Regions from separate parts of the Mus musculus genome. Here region 2 is linked to region 1. A link is a contact called in public Hi-C data. All regions are on one chromosome and are shown on one strand. Each heading gives the region's core, a stretch centred on a gene start, on an enhancer-like site or on the middle of the called end of the contact. The rest is flanking DNA. Distances are from core to core; before and after follow the strand shown.

Region 1 (5,477 bases), core at 986-3,485:
CTTTGTCACATAGAAATATCTCAATCACAGACTCCTCTTACCTTCTATGACACTTTTATCAAGGAAATTGTGTAAACAAAGAGCTTCAAGAAGCATGATATTGAATAAAATGCTGTCAAACATAATGTACCAAATTTTATATACAGATGGTGTTTATTAATGAGTTTAATTAAGTGTTAGGCTCTCAAGACTTTCCTTCTAGCCTCTCTCTCTCTCTCTCTCTCTCTCTCTCTCTCTCTCTCTCTCTCTCTCTCTGATTCATTTTAAATTGCAGAACAATACAAAAACAATGATATATTTGGGTACATCACCAACTAGAACTGACAGCTTCTTGTTTTTTCTCTGTATCCACCTCAAAGCTAATTTTATGAGAGGAATGAAACATCCAGCTAAGGGTGTACACACTAATTCCAGCATTCAGAAGGTACTGAATTTATAGGTGCAGGTGCATCTCTATGAGTTAAAGGCCAGGCTATCTACATAGTGAGTATCAGGTCACCCAAGGGCATCATAGTGAAGAGACTGTCTTAATCCTCTCCACAAAAAGAATAGAACATTACTGTTAAGTCGTCTTTCACTCATTACCAAGCTCTGTTTCTTTTTTCCTTCTATTTAGATTCAAATTGGATAATTTTCAAGTCTTTATAGTCTGTTTTCTTAGAATTTCACATGAACAAATAGTGTGCGTATTTTAAAAATTTACCTAAATAGGGCCTGTAAGACATCTCAGAGAATAAAGGCACTTGCCATCAAGCCTGATGCTTTGAGTTTGATTCCTAGAATCCACATGGTAGAAACAGAAAGCCAGCTCTCAAAAGCTGTCTTCTCATCTCCAGGTGTGCATTGTGGCATACATGTCCTAGTACACACTAAACACACACACACACCACCACCACCACATACAATATTTATTCATAATAAAATGTCATTCTAAAATTTGTCTTCAGGCAATCAAGACGGTTCTGTGAGTAAAGTTACTTGTTTTCATGGGTGACCACACACACACACACACACACAATAAATAACTGTAAAAAATTAAAGTTTTCTGTATTAGAATCAATTTTTAAATCCAGCCTTCTTACGGAATATTACATTTAATTTAATATTAAATGTTTTGCAATGTGCTCGTTGTATTGCCCTTTTTCCTATAATTATACTTTTTTATGTATATAAGTACACTGTAAGCTGTCTTCAGACACACCAGAAGAGGGCATTTATTACAGATGGCTGTGAGTCACCATGTGGTTGCTGGGAATCGAACTCAGGACATCTGGAAGAGCAGTCAGTGCTCTTAACCACTGAGCCATCTCTCCAGCCATAATTATACTTTCTTATGATTAGCTTTATGATGTTTTTCCTATCAAAATGCTGTATAAAACAGCCACCTACATTTTCTTTAGTTTTAAATTTAGTGCTCTATATTTTATCTTTGTGGAAATGATTTTATATATGTAGTAGGATAAAGATGTCATTCTAGTATTTACTTGGGTTGATAGACTTTATTTGAAATTAACCCCATAAGTACCTCACATTTTTAGTGTTATGAATTTTTTTTAAAGTATGGTTCTTATTCTGATATAGCTATTATGATACATATGTATGCGCTACTTTATAGATACTATCTTGTGTAATTACCATTACTGTACAATAAGTTTCAAATTACAACATATTTCTAAACTTTAATTTTTAATCCAAGGTTTATGGAAATTAAAGGGTTATGAATTTGAAATAGAAAAAAATGTAATTCTATAGAATACTTCAGCTGTTCCATGTAATTAAAAATATGTATATGGGGAAAAGTAGGCATGTGAAGATACAATACCATCAGGTATCCAGTCTCACTCAAAAAGTAAAACATTTATGCAGTAATACATTTGTTGGGAGGGGTCCCATCACTGAAGAGTAATTGAAATATTCAATATGTACTTTATTAGTTACGTTATTATCCAGTGGATATTTTAGCAGTATATAACTGGTATATTTCCAAGAATACTGATTTCAAAGTTACAATCATCAGTGAAAGAAAAAAATGTAATTTACTTGTTTTACCTTCCACTTATAGAAGTAAGAAATAATAAGACCTTTAAAAAGTACATTTTGGAATCCGGTTCCATCCGGTTCTCCCACCGCCCCCAGGACGGGTCGCAGCAGTTCGCATGGTGGTGGCGGCGGCGGCGGCGGCTTGGCAGTGCGGCTCCTCGGTGACAGATCCGACGACGCATGCGTCTCCCACCCCTCGCCGCCACGATGCCCAAGAGGAAGGTTAGCGCGGATGGAGCGGCCAAGGCGGAGCCCAAGTGCCTCTCCGCGAGGCTGTCGGCCAAGCCCGCCCCTGCCAAGGTGGACGCGAAGCCGGAAAAAGGCCGCGGGAAAGGATAAAGCATCAGACAAAAAAGTGCAGATAAAAGGGAAGAGGGGAGCGAAGAGCAAACAGGCTGACGTGGCTGACCAGGAAACCACAGAGCTGCCTGCAGAAAATGGAGAGACGGAAAACCAGAGTCCAGCCTCTGAAGAAGAGAAAGAAGCTAAGTCCGACTAAGCATCCATCACGTCTGACAGTGGTCCCGCCTCCCTTCTTGTACAATCCAGAGGAATATTTTTATCAACTATTTTGTAAATGCGAGTTTTTTAGTAGCTCTAGAAACATTTTTAAAAGGTGAGGGGATTCCCACCTCATCCCATTTTTTTAAGTGTAAATGGTTTTTTAGAGGTTAAATCATTTGCTGGGTGGTTTTTTTTTTTTTTTTTTTTTTTTTTTTTTTTTTTTGTACAACCAGCAAATAGCAGGATACTGAATCAGGAGAAGCTGTGACTGTCTCGGGGGTCACCATAACATTCCGTAGATGGGGCTAGTTTTATATCCTATAATACAAAGCATATTAAATGGCAATTTGGCTTCTCAGTCGTGCATTCGTGTCTGGAATATTTTCAGTTCTATCTGGTCCCGTGTTTCTAGTAGAACCATTTTGTAAGAAAGCCAGTCCTTGGTCCTTGTCCCGTCAGGACTGTGATGTCTGTGGTCGTGGCAGTCCATTTTCCTAACAGTTGTGATAATGTGCTGTGAAAGGTGGAAGTCCTGAGTCTGTTCTGTGTGTGGTGTAACATTGTGAATTGGTGGAACTGAGGATTACAGGCATTGGTAGTTATGAGAGGTCTTAGGGGAACTTGCCGGGTCACTTGAACAAGTTCAAAGAAAAACAATAAGTAGCTCTTCATTTGTGTACATGAACACAATGTGACTTCAGAGTTTGGGTACGTGAACACAGTATATGGCTCTTTTTCGGTACATGTAATAAGAATTGGAATGTGTGTACTCTGCTCCTCGACCAATAAAATCTGTTGTTAAAGAGTTAAAAAAAGTACATTTTGCAATTTTTGGTTTATGTTTCTGTGTAATAGAAGTAAAGAAACACTGCACATGTGCTGTACTCACCTCATTTCCATAAACCATGAGGTAATGTGTGGGCATCAGGGCTTTGAAGATCACCACCCAGCTGCTGCTCCTAACTTTGGCAAAAAGGACACTAGCTAGATGTTCAACACTCATATTTGTTTGGTTTATATACTGTAGTATACCTAAATTAAAGATGATGAAAAGCATCAAAATAAGATAATGAAAAGACTGAAAATATTTTCAATTTACTTCATATAACTCTTTTTTTTAAATTTTTATTAGGTATTTAGCTCATTTACATTTCCAATGCTATACCAAAAGTCCCCCATACCCACCCACCCCCACTCCCCTACCCACCCACTCCCCCTTTTTGGCCCTGGCGTTCCCCTGTACTGGGGCATATAATTTTTGCGTGTCCAATGGGCCTCTCTTTCCAGTGATGGCCAACTAGGCCATCTTTTGATACATATGCAGCTAGAGTCAAGAGCTCCGGGGTACTGGTTAGTTCATAATGTTGTTCCACCTATAGGGTTGCAGATCCCTTTAGCTCCTTGGGTATTTTCTCTAGCTCCTCCATTGGGAGCCCTGTGATCCATCCATTAGCTGACTGTGAGCATCCACTTCTGTGTTTGCTAGGCCCCGGCATAGTCTCACAAGAGACAGCTACATCTGGGTCCTTTCGATAAAATCTTGCTAGGGTATGCAATGGTGTCAGCGTTTGGATGCTGATTATGGGGTGGATCCCTGGATATGGCAGTCTCTACATGGACCATCCTTTCATCTCAGCTCCAAACTTTGTCTCTGTAACTCCTTCCAAGGGTGTTTTGTTCCCACTTCTAAGGAGGGGCATAGTGTCCACACTTCAGTCTTCATTTTTCTTGAGTTTCATGTGTTTAGGAAATTGTATCTTATATCTTGGGTATCCTAGGTTTTGAGCTAATATCCACTTATCAGTGAGTACATATTGTGTGAGTTCCTTTGTGAATGTGTTACCTCACTCAGGATGATGCCCTCCAGGTCCATCCATTTGGCTAGGAATTTCATAAATTCATTCTTTTTAATAGCTGAGTAGTACTCCATTGTGTAGATGTACCACATTTTCTGTATCCATTCCTCTGTTGAGGGGCATCTGGGTTCTTTCCAGCTTCTGGCTATTATAAATAAGGCTGCTATGAACATAGTGGAGCATGTGTCCTTCTTACCAGTTGGGGCATCTTCTGGATATATGCCCAGGAGAGGTATTGCTGGATCCTCCGGTAGTACTATGTCCAATTTTCTGAGGAACCGCCAGACTGATTTCCAGAGTGGTTGTACAAGCCTGCAATCCCACCAACAATGGAGGAGTGTTCCTCTTTCTCCACATCCACGCCAGCATCTGCTGTCACCTGAATTTTTGATCTTAGCCATTCTGACTGGTGTGAGGTGGAATCTCAGGGTTGTTTTGATTTGCATTTCCCTGATGATTAAGGATGTTGAACATTTTTTCAGGTGCTTCTCTGCCATTCGGTATTCCTCAGGTGAGAATTCTTTGTTCAGTTCTGAGCCCCATTTTTTAATGGGGTTATTTGATTTTCTGAAGTCCACCTTCTTGAGTTCTTTATATATGTTGGATATTAGTCCCCTATCTGATTTAGGATAGGTAAAGATCCTTTCCCAATCTGTTGGTGGTCTTTTTGTCTTATTGACGGTGTCTTTTGCCTTGCAGAAACTTTGGAGTTTCATTAGGTCCCATTTGTCAATTCTCGATCTTACAGCACAAGCCATTGCTGTTCTGTTCAGGAATTTTTCCCCTGTGCCCATATCTTCAAGGCTTTTCCCCACTTTCTCCTCTATAAGTTTCAGTGTCTCTGGTTTTAAGTGAAGTTCCTTGATCCACTTAGATTTGACCTTAGTACAAGGAGATAAGTATGGATCGATTCGCAATCTTCTACATGATAACAACCAGTTGTGCCAGCACCAATTGTTGAAAATGCTGTCTTTCTTCCACTGGATGGTTTTAGCTCCCTTGTCGAAGATCAAGTGACTATAGGTGTGTGGGTTCATTTCTGGGTCTTCAATTCTATTCCATTGGTCTACTTGTCTG
Region 2 (6,035 bases), core at 2,840-5,339, 39 kb before region 1:
AAGGACTAGCAGTATAACTCAAAAGTAGAACACTTGCCTTGTACACATGAGGCCCTAGGTTCAATGAACCAGTACGGTACACACCTGTAACTCCAACATTTGGGAGGTAGAGGCAGAAGGGTCAGGACCTCAAGGTCATCCTTTGCTACATAGCAAATTCAAGACCAGACTACACTACATGAGACCCTATCTCAAAAATAACTAATTAGCAGTATTGGCAAGGATATACAGGAAAAGGGTACTTTATATACTGTTATATAATATAAATGCAATGTTACCTTACATAATATAACTTATAATACCTTTTATAAAAAAAACAGTATGAATGCTCCTCAGAAACATAAAAATGAGGCCAGAGAAATGGATCAAAATCCTTACTGATGAGCAACCTTAGTTCAACCTCTGAATCTCACAAAACAAAACAAAACAAAACAAAACAAAACAAAAAAACAGGATTCAATGGCTAGCATCTGTAATCTCAGCATGGCAAAATGAGAACTGCCCGAGAGACAGGAGAACTGCCCAGAGGCTCACAGGTCAGCTAGTGTGAGTACACAAAGTGGCAAAAATAATAGCAAGAGAGACCCTGCCTCCACAAGGTAGCAGAAGGAAAATGATTCTAGAAAGTTGTTCTCTGACCTCCACATGTGCGCACTATAGCACATTTGAGCATATGCTTGTGGCATGGCATGCATGAACCTGCATACATATGAGCACACACACACACATAATTGAAAAACTAAAAATGGAAACACTATTTGATTCAGCTTTATTATTCCTGAGTGCATATCCAAAGAAAATAAAGTAATGAAGTTCTGTGCATACTAATATTGTGGCATTATTCACAATAATCAAGAACATCAGATGATTGGATAAACAGGTATATATGCAAGGTCTATGCATATATGTAGAAATAGAACATTATGCAATAATTTAGTAAGAATGAAAATATGTCACTTACAACACCATTAGCAGAACTTTAGGTTATCATGTTAAATAAAATATACCAGACTAAAGTAAAAGGAAAGGATGGTTGGCATCAGGGAAAATGAATATGATCTAAGCACAATATTTGCATGTATAAATATATCAGAGTAAAATTCATTAGTGTATACAACTTATATTCATTAATAATTATAGTAAAGATTTTTAAATGTAGAAATTTTGATTACCTCCTTTTTTTCTGAGCAAGGTTGAGTTCCATAAACTTATACTTCTGGTATTGTTCATCCAGCTTCTTTAACACTGTATCTGCAGTCTCATTCCCAGGCTGCTTCATGAAAGAATCTACATCTTCCTTTAATATGAAAAATCATACGAAGTTTTAAATTCATATTACAAACCTGATTTTTACTACTTTGTTTATAAAATGTAAAAGAACAAGTTTTGTTTTCCTCAAAGGTTTGTTTCATTTAATTTTTTTTGAAGAAAAAATTTCATAAAATAATCTGATCAACTTCCCCTCTCCCAACTCCTCCAAGATCCTCCCACCTCTCCAACTCCCCAATTTCTCTTTCTTTAGAAAATAGGCAAACAAACAAAAAGCCATAATTTTAAAAACAAAAAAAATCCATAAAAACACAAAATCTGAAATGAAAGCATCCAGGCAAAAGGCCAGGAGGGAGAAAAATACTCAAACAATACTACACAAAAAGTCTACAACAATACGATTGAATTAATTTTGTGGTGGCCGTCTATTTACTGCCCTGCATGGAATCCACCCGTTAGTATGGCTAATATACCTAGTGAGACTCCACTGGAGAGAACTAATTTTTCTTTTCTGAAAGCTTGTTTTTAATTAAAAACCTAACTATAAAGAGTTAAAGATGGCTGCCCTGGAGCTCAGTGGTATACCACTTGCCTACAAGACAGGTGGCCCTAGGTTATCCCCAGCACTGGCAGAAGAAAAGTTAAAGAGAAGTTAGACATGATGCTACAGGTCTGTTATCCCAGAACTTAGGAAGTAGAAGCGAAAGGATCCAAAGTTGTCAGCCTGGACAACATACTTTGTCTCAAAAAAAGAAAAAAAAAGTTCAAGAAAGACCATTTCGGACAGTTTACATACATTATGTAGGTAATTTATTCTTTATTTTTCTGTTTTTAATGTAAGACACATGAACTTGCCTGCTTTATACATTTCTCATGTGGCTCTAGTAATAAATATGAAAATTGCTAGCAATGAAGCACACTGCCTACTCATGTGCCCTAGTCACTAAAGAATTGAGCAAATTGTGTGCCAAAGTTATCATTTTTCTTACTGATTTAATTCAATTGAATACATATTTTATTTTTCAAAATAAGTCCATAAATATTGTCACCCATAGAAACTCAAGACTAAGCAGCAAGATGGAAGTTGGGTAGGATTCAAATACTCTCAGACATAGAATTTTATGTTGTTAAAATATCATGCCACTTCCATTAGTTTTGGAACATCAAGATAATTATATAAAGTTTGGACTGCTTATTACATCGTGTTGGTATAAAATTTAACCATAAAATTTTACAGCCAGTTGTCACAGTGTCTGTCTTTAACCTACAAACTTGGAAAGCAGAAGCAGGACAGGCACTATGAATTTGAGGCCATCCTAATCCAAACAGTGAGTTCTAAGCCAACCTGGGCTGTCTCAAAAAAATAAATAAATAAAATAAATAAATAAAAGTTTATTTTACGGTAAATCCCTCAGATAAAGTTTGTATTCATTAATTCCATTTCTGAAGTTACTGCTATCGGGTTATATTTAAGACAGAATGGAAATTTATATATTTACATCCTTATATATCAGGCATTATAATAGGATCAGGAGAAATAACACAAAATTTCCTCACCTCTAAGTAGCAGAGCATGACCAAAGAGGTTCTAAAGCTCTCCTGACTGCTCAAATGCTACTTCTGGATACCTCTATTTCTGGGTTTCATCAACTACATCTACAAAATTTGAACAACAGTAACTCCCTCATAAAGTTTTGCAAATTTTCTAAGAAAATTTCTGAACCTCAGAAAATATTACTTCATGTAAAGATCACTTGAAAAATATTTTTAAAAGCACAGAACATTGAGAATACACATAAAAATTTATTCCACCAGCACATTAAAATATACAATATAAAATGTGATTTAAGTAAAAGAAAAAAAGGGTCTTTTGAAGAATGTTAGCAATAAGACAGAATATATATAATTTTTGGTACATACCAAAAAAGAATCAAGGAAATTTTGACTAAGATTTTATATGCTTCAGTACAAATATTTAACTTGGGTCGGTCCTGTTACATGAAACCTTCCAATTGCATTTCCCACAATCTTCACAACTGCATAAAATTTGTTGTCTACAAACTGCTTAAATAGTATTACTAAAAGCAAATATAAAATGGTTTCAAAAACCTAATAACAGCCGGTTGCCCATTACATAAGCCTCAATTCTTAAAAGCAAGAACACATGGACTTAACGTTTGTGCTAACGTTTACTTTTCTCAGCAGTCTGCTTCCATTCCCAAGGAAACGGACCACGGCCGTGCTCAAGCTGACTGGGTGCCACTCAGTACCCACACCCTACAAACAGCTGCTCTGCCTGCTCTCTGTGCTAAATGTCCACCCATCTACATCTCCGGCATCACTGCGGTCTTGAGCTCAATAACCGTTGCTGCTGTTTTTTGTTTTTCTTTAGGCGACAACAGGCAGCAACTGGTCAGTTTCAAGGGACGCCACGCCCCAATCCGCCTCGCATCCGTCTCCAGCTACCCAGTTCTCCTCCCTGCTCCCTCTTCTGGGCCGGGGTTGGACTACCTTTCTTCAAAGCTATCGCCCGCCAGGCCTAAAAAGCCAAGATGCAGGAAGAGGCAAAAGGCCAGACATTCCCTTCCGGGACCCTTTAGCTCTGTTCCTCCCAACGACCCAGACCTGGGAAGTGACTGGAAAGCAATCTCCAATATCAGATTAAGACGCTGAGAAAGAGTTTCTTACCACAAACACTGCTTCAGGAATCCCTAAGTGGAGCCGCCGCCCGTTTCCAGCAGCAGTTTCTAGGCCGCATCCGTCCTTAGCCGCCGCCATCTTCAGAAAGCACCAGAGCAAATAACTACCTTCTGAGGCATCGATCGTTGGCGTCAGTGATTGGATCGTTTGCACTTCAGACCCGCCTCTCTCCCTGCGAATCTGCGTATTCATTGGTGCTTACGTCGTGGGTGGTGATTGGCTACACGCATGTGACTGACAAGCTTAGAAAGGATGTGTTGGAAAAGCCAGAAGGCTAATGCTTATTCTAATGCTTAATCTCAGAGATCTAAGGAATGGGCAAGGATAAAGCCCTGGGAATTCAGACCATGCCAAACCGCAGCCCCACCTGCACCTGAAGATATCAAGAGACTACACTCCAGAGTGGCTTCTGAGGCAATCCCAATTCCCTTTTGCAGACCAGTGAACTTCATTCTGAGTGTGTATGCCCTGGACTCATAAGAAATACACCAATCTTTCTCACAAGCCACCTTCAGTGAGATACTTGTCGGCTTCCAGGTCAAAACTTTCGATATGTTTATAGTTTATGTGAAAAAAATGCCAAGAGCTGTGCTTAAATTCTTAGATCCAAAGACTTCCCAGAGTTTTGTCCTCCACAACAACTCTTTAAAAAGCAAATCTATCAATAAACCAGATATGCATAATCACTGCAGGAGACCCTGTTTGCAAATAAAAGCAAAAGTAGCTTATAAAACAAAGCAAGCCAGTATCAATTTGTCTTAGTCAGGGTTTCTATTCCTGCACAAACATCATGACCAAGAAGCAGTTGGGGAAAAAATGGTTTATTCAGCTTACGATTCCATACTGCTGTTCATCACCAAAGGAACTCAGGACTGGAACTCAAGCAGGGCAGGAAGCAGGAGCTGATGCAGAGGCCATGGAGGGATGTTCTTTACTGGCTTGCCTTACCTGGCTTGCTCAGCCTGCTCTCTTATAGAACCCAAGACTACCAGCCCAGAGATGGTCCCACCCACAAGGGGCCTTTCCCTCTTGATCACTAATTGGGAAAATGCCTTACAGTTGGATCTCATGGAGGCATTTCCTCAACTGAAGCTCCTTTCTCTGTGGTAACTCCAGCTGTGTCAAGTTGACACATAAAACCAGCCAGAACAACATGGCAGGGAAACTATAGCCATGAAATCTCAACAATATGGTTGCCTAGCCAAGTCCTACATAATGACCCCAGCAGCATACACGTTAATGGGAATGAGGGAAATTTCACACAGCCCTACACTAGATGATGAACTACAATCAGTCAATGGCTGCTGAGGGAGGGAGAATCAATTTTCTCCAGAGACAAGCCCCCCTGATAGGTTGCCAAATCTTAAATGGTCAGCCCCAAGTACATGTACATATGAACAACATTAAATGTACTCAGTTATAAGTTTATATAAGATACAGTAATAATCATACAAGAAGGGACCATGAATCCAAGAGGGAGTGGGCAGGAGTTAAGAGGGAAAAAGTTAGGGTGGGAAAAATAGCAAAAATAAATACATGATAAAGTTGAGATGAGATTTATACAACTTGGGAAGCCTTTGTATTTAGTTCATATATGGTTTTGATAACTAAAAAAAAAAAAAGACAGTAAAAATAAAAATGTTCTCTACCACTAAAAAACACCCTGTACACATTTATATAATTTAAAATAAAATAAAATCTTTAAAATAGTTCACCTCTTCTTGTCCTTTGTGTCAACTGAAATGAGAAAGTAAAACCTATTTTATTGAAACTCATGAGCAAAGAGGGAGTTTTTTTTTTTTACGAACAATTCCTACCTTTAAATTGATTAATAAGATTTCAGTTTGCCCCAAATTCTATAATATTACTCCTAAAAAGAACATTCTTTTTCTCCATTCCTCTTCTTCCTCCTTCTTTCCCTCTCTACTTTGCTCCCTTCCCTTCTTCCCCAATTTTCTCCCTTCTTTCTTCCCTCTCAGGGACCCTGCTTGCATGCATTCTAAACTAAGCAAACACCCTACTGATGGACTAAATTCCCAAGTATAGGAATTACTCATTAGCTGGTG

The links. A called contact is a pair of places that touch in the nucleus more often than the background predicts.
Region 2: a Hi-C map of forebrain shows a contact between it and region 1, with 3 times the contacts expected there. The contact joins the promoter of Vbp1 here to the enhancer-like site in region 1. A contact is called at or near these places in 6 of 484 Hi-C or Micro-C datasets (the HL-1 cell line, LSK cells, adipose-derived mesenchymal stem cells and 3 more), 3 of 115 datasets of contacts at active chromatin or transcription factors (effector CD8 T cells, memory CD8 T cells and neural progenitor cells) and 1 of 9 other capture datasets (adipose tissue).

Annotation. Positions count from the first base shown.
Region 1 is chrX:75,472,294-75,477,770 of GRCm38.p6, reverse strand. It overlaps the pseudogene Gm8666. Among named protein-coding and RNA genes, the nearest start is that of Vbp1, 39 kb to the left of the region's middle. Within about 2 kb of position 2,235, at least 105 of the 459 cell types and tissues checked have an H3K27ac peak or open chromatin away from gene starts, as enhancers often do. A contact at or near this core is called in cerebral cortex, forebrain, memory CD8 T cells and 1 more, where this site is marked.
Region 2 is chrX:75,512,351-75,518,385 of GRCm38.p6, reverse strand. It overlaps Vbp1 (von Hippel-Lindau binding protein 1), which reads right to left and starts at 4,089. Exons shown (of 6, transcript NM_011692.2): 1 at 3,958-4,089; 2 at 1,173-1,297. The coding sequence starts at 4,047.